2 separate regions of the Mus musculus genome follow, and region 1 is linked to region 2. A link is a contact called in public promoter capture Hi-C data. All regions are on one chromosome and are shown on one strand. Each heading gives the region's core, a stretch centred on a gene start, on an enhancer-like site or on the middle of the called end of the contact. The rest is flanking DNA. Distances are from core to core; before and after follow the strand shown. Region 1 holds the start of Gdpd1 (glycerophosphodiester phosphodiesterase domain containing 1). Region 2 holds the start of Tbx2 (T-box 2).

Region 1 (4,264 bases), core at 893-3,392, 1.2 Mb before region 2:
AGTACACATCCCAGTACTCAGGAGGCAGAGGCAGCCTGGTGTATAGTGAGTTCCAGTACAGCCTGGGCTACACAGAGAAACGCTCTCCAAAAGCAAAAATATAAACAGCAACAAAGAGGTAGGAGGAAGATGGAAGGAGGAGGAAAGAAGAGAGAGGAAGGAAGGAAAAAAGAAAAGGAAGGAAAGAAAAAAGCCGGTTGTGGTGGCACACACCGGTAGGATTTGCTGAAGGAGGCAGAGGCAGGAGGATCACAAGTTTGAGCCTGGGCTGCTACACATTTAAAAAAAAGAAAAGAAAAAAGTGCTTTTAACTGGTTGAGCCATCTTTCCAGCCTCTGGCCTAAGACTCAATACTCCTTCCTCAGCCTTAGTATTACAGATGTGTGCTAACAAAGAAACTTTGAGCACTAGGCATTGAACTCAGATCTCAAGTATACCACTGAGTTACATCCCCACTCTTGTTTGTTCTTAATATTTGAAAACAGTAACTAGCTTGAATTCATTCTGTAACCCAGGCAGACCTAGATTTTACAATCCTACTGCCTCAACCTCCAGAGTTGCTGGGATTACAGACCTGTACCCTCAGGCCTGACTTAAATGTTCTTTAATTAAATACCTATTCTATGAAATAATTTGCTAAATCTCACCAATCTATAGTAACTTTCCCCAGCATATGACAATCACCAATTGTGATTATGCTATCAATTAGATAAGTGCAAAATAAGTTGAGACCCAATGTAGTGTATTGTAATTGATCCTATTTTCCCAGATACATTTAAAATAGTGTCCTGACAGGATTAGATATTTTAGTCCCAATGTTTGTGAAATAGAGTGTTTACCACCTTTCCAAAAGCTGCCACTTGACCCAGCAAGATGGCTTAGTGGGAAAAGGAGCTGCCACCTTAGGTCTCCTTAGGTTGTCCTCTGCCTTTACACGTGCACACACATACACTACACAGGAAATAAGTAAATGCATAAAAAATAAATAAACGAGATAGGATCGGGTGCAGCAACCCTTGCCTGCAGTTCCAGCTAATGAGCTGGATGAAACCAAAAGACTGCTTCACCCTTAGGAGTTTGAAGCCAGCCGGAGCTCAATACTGTGAGTCTGCCTGTTGTTGCAATTGTCCTGGGACTCAAACCCCTGGCCTTAAGGGAAGGCAGACGCAAGTGGATCTCTAGCCCTATTGTCATAGCGAGTTCCAGATCAGCCTCGGTACATAGTGAGACCCAGTCTCTAAGGGGGGGGGGGGCCGGGGGGGAGGAGACAGGAAGGGAGGGAGAGAGAACGGAGAGAGGAAGGGAGAGAGGAGAAAAGGGAAAGAAAAGAATCCCAATACTTAGAAGGCAGAGGCAAACTGGTCTCTGTGAATCAAGAGGCCAGCACACAGTCAACACAGTGAGACACCCTGTCTCAATAAACAAATCCAAACCTTGAATGTGCTTGGAAAGTGCTTTACAACTGAGCCACAGCCACAGCCTTTGTGGCTAATTACTTTGCATAAAATACGATCCACAGCTGGGCTTGCCTACCATCCCAACACTCTGGAGGCTGAGGTAGAAGAACCTGAAGTCGAAGACTCTATCCTCTGGTATATAGTGAATTCAAGCCCGGACTGGGCTAAGTAGATCCTATCTCACAAAACCAAGACCCTGCCCCCATAAAACGTGGTTCCTACTGTATTTCTAGTTTGTAAGGTAGGAGATGAAAAAGAAAAATGGAAAAGTTAGTTGCCAGTCTTTATAGGAAAGGACTTAGTGGTCAGTTTCTTTATTCATGTTTATTTTGTACTGGGGCTTGAATCCCGTACGATCTAACCAACTAGGCTACGAGTTCGAGGTATCAGTAACAATTCTTCGCTTTTCCCACAGAAAGGACTAGGACCTGGCCTGGAATCCTCCTTTGATGCACATTTCCCAGTTACGTCAGATTTTCCCCGAAGGCTATCCTGGCTTGAGAGCGTTTTCGGCTTAGGGACTGCCCAAACAAATCCAAACAAATAAAACCACTGGCAAGTTTCCAACCTCTTGCCTCGGGGTCTTCTTCGAAGCACCTGCGCGTGGGACCACAGCTGCCAGACGCCCAACGCTCCGCGCCGTAGCGCGCCTGCGTATCTGAGCCCCTTTGTTGCTCGGGCGCTGGGGTCGGGCTGCGCCTGCGTGCTGAGTCCGCACGAACAAGTGCGCTACGCCGAGGGCACCGGCTGAGGGCGAGCAGACCTCGAGCAGCTGCCGGCGCTGCGGCCGTTGCTACCATCACAGCACAGTCGGGGTCTCAGGCCCAGAAGGCGGTGACCGAGGATGTCGTCCACCGCGGCTTTTTGCCTTCTCTCTACTCTGGGGGGATATTTGGTCACCTCGTTCTTGTTGCTTAAATACCCAGCGTTGCTGCACCAGAGAAAGAAACAGCGATTCCTCAGTAGGCACATCTCTCACCGCGGAGGTGAGAGGGGTCCCCAGAACCCGATGGCGGGGATGGGGGAGGCTTCCTAGCAGGAGGTAGAGGATGGGGATTCTGGAGAGGCTGACGAAGAATGGGCTCCTGGAACTGGAGGGCTTCCTCAGATGAGTGGTCCGGAGGGGAGGGAAGGAAAGGGGTCTCGTGTCCCAGTCCTGGTGGGCGTCTCTGGGGAGCTAGGGTGACAGGGCTTCTGTGAGGAGGAGAAGCGCAGGATGAGAGACAGAAGTGGGGCGTTCCTCGGCCGATGGAGGGATGATCGGGAGGTCCCTTCTTGGCAGCCTGGCACAAAGCCGGTGCAGATCCAGGAGACACCCGCAGGGGGAAGTAGGAACGGACAGACTGCTTGGAATAGGCTGGTGGCTGAGTCCGTGGGGAAGAGCTTGGGCTCCGGCAGAGCTGAGGATCTGCGAGTACCTGGAGCGAGAGCTGAGGAGTCTGCGATGCCACGCTCCACGCGTTTGTAATTGAGCTCTGGAGAGAAATGTCTCCAAACCAGGGACATTTTCCAAGGTCACAGAGTGTGGACTGAAGTGGCACAAGCAACTTGGAGAGTTCTGGTTCTAAGGATTCCAAAACCTAGCACCTGGGTTGTTGTTTTACTTTGATTTTTGAACATTACCCCAGCAATGGTTGGTGGGCTTCTAAAAGACTAAAATATTTAGCTTATGATCAGTCAGTATTTTTTTAAAGATGTTTCTCTTGCAAAAGTATATTGCTTTTATACAATATCAAGTATATAAGGGTTGAAGCGAGTCCGCTCCGCCTTCTAATTTACTATAACAGGCCACATCTTTGCTTCTTCACTGCTGTTCAATAATGTGGCTTCAGGACATTTCAATTTTTTTTTTTTTATAAGTAATAGTTTTAATTTTTTTTTTAAAGATTTATTTATTTATTATATGTAAGTACACTGTAGCTGTCTTCAGACACTCCAGAAGAGGGAATCAGATCTCTTTACAGATGGTTGTGAGCCACCATGTGGTTGCTGGGATTTGAACTCTGGACCTTCGGAAGAGCAGTCGGGTGCTCTTACCCACTGAGCCATCTCACCAGCCCAGGACATTTCAATCTTAAGGTATAAATTATGAAAATTTTCGGTCACTTTAAACTTTTCTTTAGGGTGAATATAGCACCGGGTTAAAATTGCCTGAAATGTATCATACAATGGTAAACTCTATAGTTTAAAATTTGATGGAGTACCGTAATGATTTTTGGTTTTAGATTTTTCAAAGATGGGGTCTTGCTATGGCGTGCTGGCTAGTCTGCAAATCACTATATAGACCAGGCTGGTTGTGCATTCTGCCCCCACTTTCCCAGTGCTGGGACAACTATCCTGGGACCATGACTTCTATTATGACAAATATGTCATAGAAATAAATACATTATCATTCTTTTGTACAGTTTTATCAGTTAAACACAGTTTCCCACTTTTTGTTTGGTTTTCTTTCTCTGTGGCCCTGACTGTCCTAGGACTCAATCAGTAGACCAGGCTAGCCTAAAATTCAGAGACCTACCTGCCTCTGCCTCCCAAGTGCTGGGAATAAAGACTTGGACCACCATGCCCAGCTCCTGGTGATTAATATGTCTGTGTATAGGCGTATGGCGTGTTTGCCTGTGAGTGTAGGCACATACATGTTCCAGAGCATGTGTAGAGGTTGGAGGACAGTATCGCATGTTGGTCCTTATGTTTCACTGTGTTTGAAATGAAGTCTTTTGTTATTCGAGGCTGGATTCACCAGTAAGCTCGAGTGTGGGAGTTGGGGATTCTCCTGTCTGACCTCCCATCTGCCAGGAGGGGCGCTG
Region 2 (4,446 bases), core at 577-3,076:
GACATCCTATTTCTGCCGGCCAGAGCCTGTTTTGTAAAGCTTTGGATGCGTTTTGCACTCAGTCTGGAGACCTTTCCTCCACTCTGATCTAAGATGAGGGTTGATGCCCAGGAAAGGAAACTAGGCCCTTTAGAGATACACTAGGCTTTTCTGAATTGCCTTGAAATTCGTAGAGAGGAAATAAACTCTTGGGACAGGGCTTGAAGAAATAAACTATCAAGGTCTTTGTCTGGGAGAAACGATTTAGAGGCTTAATCAGGGAACCCTAGCCTAGAATTTCGGGGGAACAGGGTGAACCTGAGGCCTGGACTTTCAGAGACTGGAGTGCTGGGAAGATTGGGGATTTTATTTTTCTTCTGGCTTTAAGGCCTCAAGAGGTGGCTGGTCCAGTGCTCCAAGCTCCAAGGACAAGCAAGACTCTCTCCAAGGCCTAGCTGTGGGCTGGACAACTCTCTGCCGGAACCAAGTGGTCAGCCTGGAGCTAGCAGGAGGCGGGATGCTAGTCCCACTATGGACTCCAGTGATCAGAGCGGAGAATCCGGGAAAGATCCCTTTTCTTAGGAACTTCCAGACCGTCCAGGAGACGGAAAAAACAAAAACAAAAACAAAACAAAACAAAACAAAACAAAACAAAAAAAAAACAGTGAGACCGCAAGGGGCTGTGGAGACCCGCCAGAGTCTCCGGGGCTTTGAGACTCAGAACAGTTGGGACTATTCTTTAGGAACGTGTTTTCGTTTTATTTCAATCGAGAGATGTTTGCTTTTCTTTTTCTTTTTTAATTCGCTCCGGAGCCAAACGGAAAAAAAAAAAAGTCAGCTTGCTTGTCTGTGGAAAGGAGTGTGGCGCCAGGGCCGGAGCGGGGGCAATCCGAGAGAGCATCGACCCAGTGGTGGTGGGTGCTGTGCGGTCCCCGAGCCCGCCCGCCCGGCCCGTCCTACCTCCCGGACTTGGTGATGACCATCTCGGTGCCCAGCTTGTGGAACTGGTCCCACAGCTCCTTGGCCTCCAGCGTCACCTTGGGGTCGTCCTCCACCTCGTCCTCGGGTTCCAGGCTCTTGAGCGAGCGCAGATGCGCGGCGGGCGGGTGCGGGCCGAGTGCCGAGACGTGCAGCCCCGCCTCGGCCGCCGCCGCCGCCGCTGCTGCCGCGGCCGCCGCCCCCGCCAGGCCCGGGTCCGGCAGAGGCTTGCCTAGCGCGCCGGGCGGCAGCGCTAGCGCCGGGAAGAAGGAGGGCTGCGCTGCCGCCAGGAAGGCGGACATGGGGAAGTCGGCGGGCCGTGGCGCGTGGAACGGGTGGTAAGCCATGGCGCTGGCTGCCAGCGCCGGCTCTCTCATCGGGACATCCGGCCCAGGCTCCTGGGAGCCGGGGCCGGGGCCGGGGGCGCGCGCCTCGGACCCCCGGCCCGGGCGGCGGCGCGCGCGGAGGACGGACGGCCCGGGCGGCGGGCGCGGCAGCGGCTTCTCCCGGCTCCCCGTCCCGCGCACCTCAAGGGGCGCAGGGCTCTGGACGCGGGGGCGGAGGGGGCGCTGCGCGGGGCTGGGCTGGGCTGGGCTGGGCTGGGCTGGCCGGCTCCGGCGCCGGGGACCACGCGCGACTGGTTAGATCTTGTCCTGATCTCTGGAAAACTGTGACTATCTCACATGTCCTGCCCTGTTCGGATCCCCTGCGCTAACGAGCCAGGCCCCCCTTGATTGCTGATTTTACGCTTTTTGGACCAATTGTGGGTCTCCGGGGGCGGGGTTTTGACAGCTCAGGCCAAGCTCTGGACGGGAGGGGAGGCCAGGGAGAAGGTGTCGGAAGCCTCAGCAGTAAGAAAACATGTCAACAGAATAAAATATTAACCAATGACGGGCCAGCGGGCCCCGAGACCCCTCCCCCTGGCCTGGCCCCCACCTCGCCGCCCGCGCCCGCCGCTGCCTGGGCGAGGGCTGGAAAGCGCAGAGGACCGATCTGACCCGCCGTAAGGGCCTGAGGCAGGGGGCGCCCGGGTCCCGGGGCCTTGGGGAAGGACCCCCTAGCCGCATGCCGGCCCCAAGTGCAAAGCATTGACACGTTCCGGAGAGGAGAGGGGGCGCCCTTTCCCTCCCGCGCCGGGAGGCCCGGCCGCTCTTGCCTGCGACCCAGCCTGGCCTCCCACCCCACTCCCGGTCACCGCCCCGGGTCCATGCACTTCAGAGGGAGGCTGCGGGCACTGGAAAGCGAGGCCGGTGGGCGGGCAAATCAGGAGGCTCGGGCGGCCGAGGTCCCGGAGCCGAATCAGGTGTCCGGAGCCGGTGAGTGGGGAGCCATGGCAGAACCCTGATGGGGCCGGCACGGGCGGGAACGGGACGCCGCCTTGCGCTGGGGAAACGAAGGGTCCCCACCCCCACCTGCTCCTCCCCTCGTAGACTCAGGAACCTGGGGTTCCAGAAGGGCCGGGCATTTAGCCTAAAGAAGGTCTGTGTCAGGTCACTAAGCCAAAACCTTCTGGCGAGTAGGAAAATGGATCCTTGGGACCAGGTAGGTGAGCGCACCTTCTACAGAGCCCAAGGCGGTGCCGCGCTAGTTGATCCTAGAACTCAGATTCTCCACACGCGCCAGAAGGAATTTTCGCCGCATCCGGTACTGGAGATGCAAGCCCATCTATCTCTTCCTAAACTCTGGCATCTTTTCTTCTCAGTCACTTCTCTAGAGATTGTTTCCGTCCCTTGGAAGCTCAAGGCTCCCTAGTTCAGGAAAGCTGAGTAATGCGGATGGGAATCGAGGTGTTTGCCAGCAAGTGTGAACACCCCCTTCGACGATCAGTCTTCGTTATCTCTCTGGCAACAGCCCCAATGCATCTTCCTCTCTCTCTCTCTCTCTCTCTCTCTCTCTCTCTCTCTCTCTCTCTCTCTCTCTCTCTCTCTCTTTCTCTCTCTCTCTCTCTCTCTCTGTGTGTGTGTGTGTGTAAAACCATAATCAGGTGTGCCCAGAGTAAAACGATCATACACTTGCCTGTTTAGGGTTGAGGCTCACACCCTTGTGCTTGTTGGGGAGGGGAAGCAGGGTGTGAACTAGCCACAGTGGATACTCCCACCCTCCCAACCAGTATAAGCGAATTCTGCCGCTCCAGCCCTATGTCCCCGTGGTAGGCACCTACCACGTAAGTGGCCCAGGCAGCTTGCCCCTCCGCTGCATACACCAGGTCTTCAGGCACTTGGTAGCTGACCGCCCAGAAAGGCGTTTAAAAGCTAGTTGCCCCCGGCAGTACGGGGTTGAGACCAGCAGGAGTCGTTTGGCCTCCACGACCTTTTTTCCTATACATCTGAGCCAACACCAGGCGCTTGTAATTCTTCATAACCCTGTGCGCGCCTGCCCCACTGGGTTTTTCTTCAGGACCTTACTCCTAGGTCGCTTTTCTCACTCTTTTCTCTGCCCACAGTGAACCTTCAGCTCTAGCTTCGCGGTGTTCGCAGCCGGTGAGAGATCCATTGCAGCTTTGCACTGCTTCCAATTCAGACAGGATGTGGCTCCTCCAGGAGAGATGTGTCTGAACACACTTGGACAGTTAGTGAGGTGAACAAGAAGTAGTCAGTTCAGCTTTCCGAGTTGGCAGGACATTTGCTAAGTTGTGTGTATGGGGACAGGCACTTTAGTACCTTGTAAAAATGTGTATGTATCGAAGTATGTATTTTGGTCATTTTCCTGGGTAGCATACAGTAGCTGGTCTACCCGTTTAGGCCTGAGAGTTAAAACATGAAGGTCTGAGTTATTGGTCCACGAAATCGGACAGCTGTCGCCCAGTGGCTACATTAGGGGATCTGAATCCCACCTATAGAGCTAAGGACCTGCGACTGGTCAGAGACGTTTTCAGGGCAGGTTGGGTTTCCACCAACAGCTCCAGCCACCCCCCCACCCCCACCCCCATCACGTAGTCACCTGGATGACCTGCTTTAGCCGCTCTTAAGATTCTTTATCGACCCATCCCCAACAAAATTTTCTTAGAATATCCTTGTAGCATCGAAAACTGGTGCTGGGGCGGCCTAAGCAGCCTCTCGAGCGGCGCCTTGCGGCTCGCAACTCCTGCTTCGCCCTACCCCCGCCTGGGTCTACCCCCACTCATCTCCCCTTCCCAGGAACAGGCGCCCCTGGGGGAGTCCCCTGGGCAGAGTGTGCGTGTCTCTTTAAGAGGCCCCGGGGGGCGCCTCGCGGGCCGCCCGGGGCTGGAGGGGGAGGGCACGGACGAGGGCGCCTGGCGCCAGGCGGCCGAGGCTCCACAACAAAGCTCCGGCCCCTGTCACTTCGCATCGGCCGGGACCCGCAGACGGGTGGGGGACGCGCGCTCAGCCGCCCCTCCCTCTCCCAGGCAGTTCTGGGCGGGGGCGTCGGGCAGGCGCTGGCTTCGTGGTCCCAGGCCCCTTTCACGTGGTCTGTAGTCTTAGCTTCCCGCAACAATCAAATCCAGCACCAGTAGCCTGGGCCGGAGGG

Evidence for each region. Capture Hi-C pulls out chosen DNA fragments and counts their contacts.
Region 1: a contact with region 2 is called in a promoter capture Hi-C map of liver, with 2.6 times the contacts expected there. The contact joins the promoter of Gdpd1 here to the promoter of Tbx2 in region 2. A contact is called at or near these places in 1 of 39 promoter capture datasets (liver) and 1 of 9 other capture datasets (liver).

Annotation. Positions count from the first base shown.
Region 1 is chr11:87,072,015-87,076,278 of GRCm38.p6, reverse strand. Gdpd1 (glycerophosphodiester phosphodiesterase domain containing 1) reads left to right here and starts at 2,142. Exons shown (of 10, transcript NM_025638.2): 1 at 2,142-2,443. The coding sequence starts at 2,302.
Region 2 is chr11:85,829,995-85,834,440 of GRCm38.p6, reverse strand. Tbx2 (T-box 2) reads right to left here and starts at 1,826. Exons shown (of 7, transcript NM_009324.2): 1 at 940-1,826. The coding sequence starts at 1,334. It overlaps 2610027K06Rik (RIKEN cDNA 2610027K06 gene), which reads left to right and starts at 2,053. Exons shown (of 5, transcript NR_077059.1): 1 at 2,053-2,273. RefSeq lists a promoter at 1,301-2,291 and an enhancer at 3,921-4,306.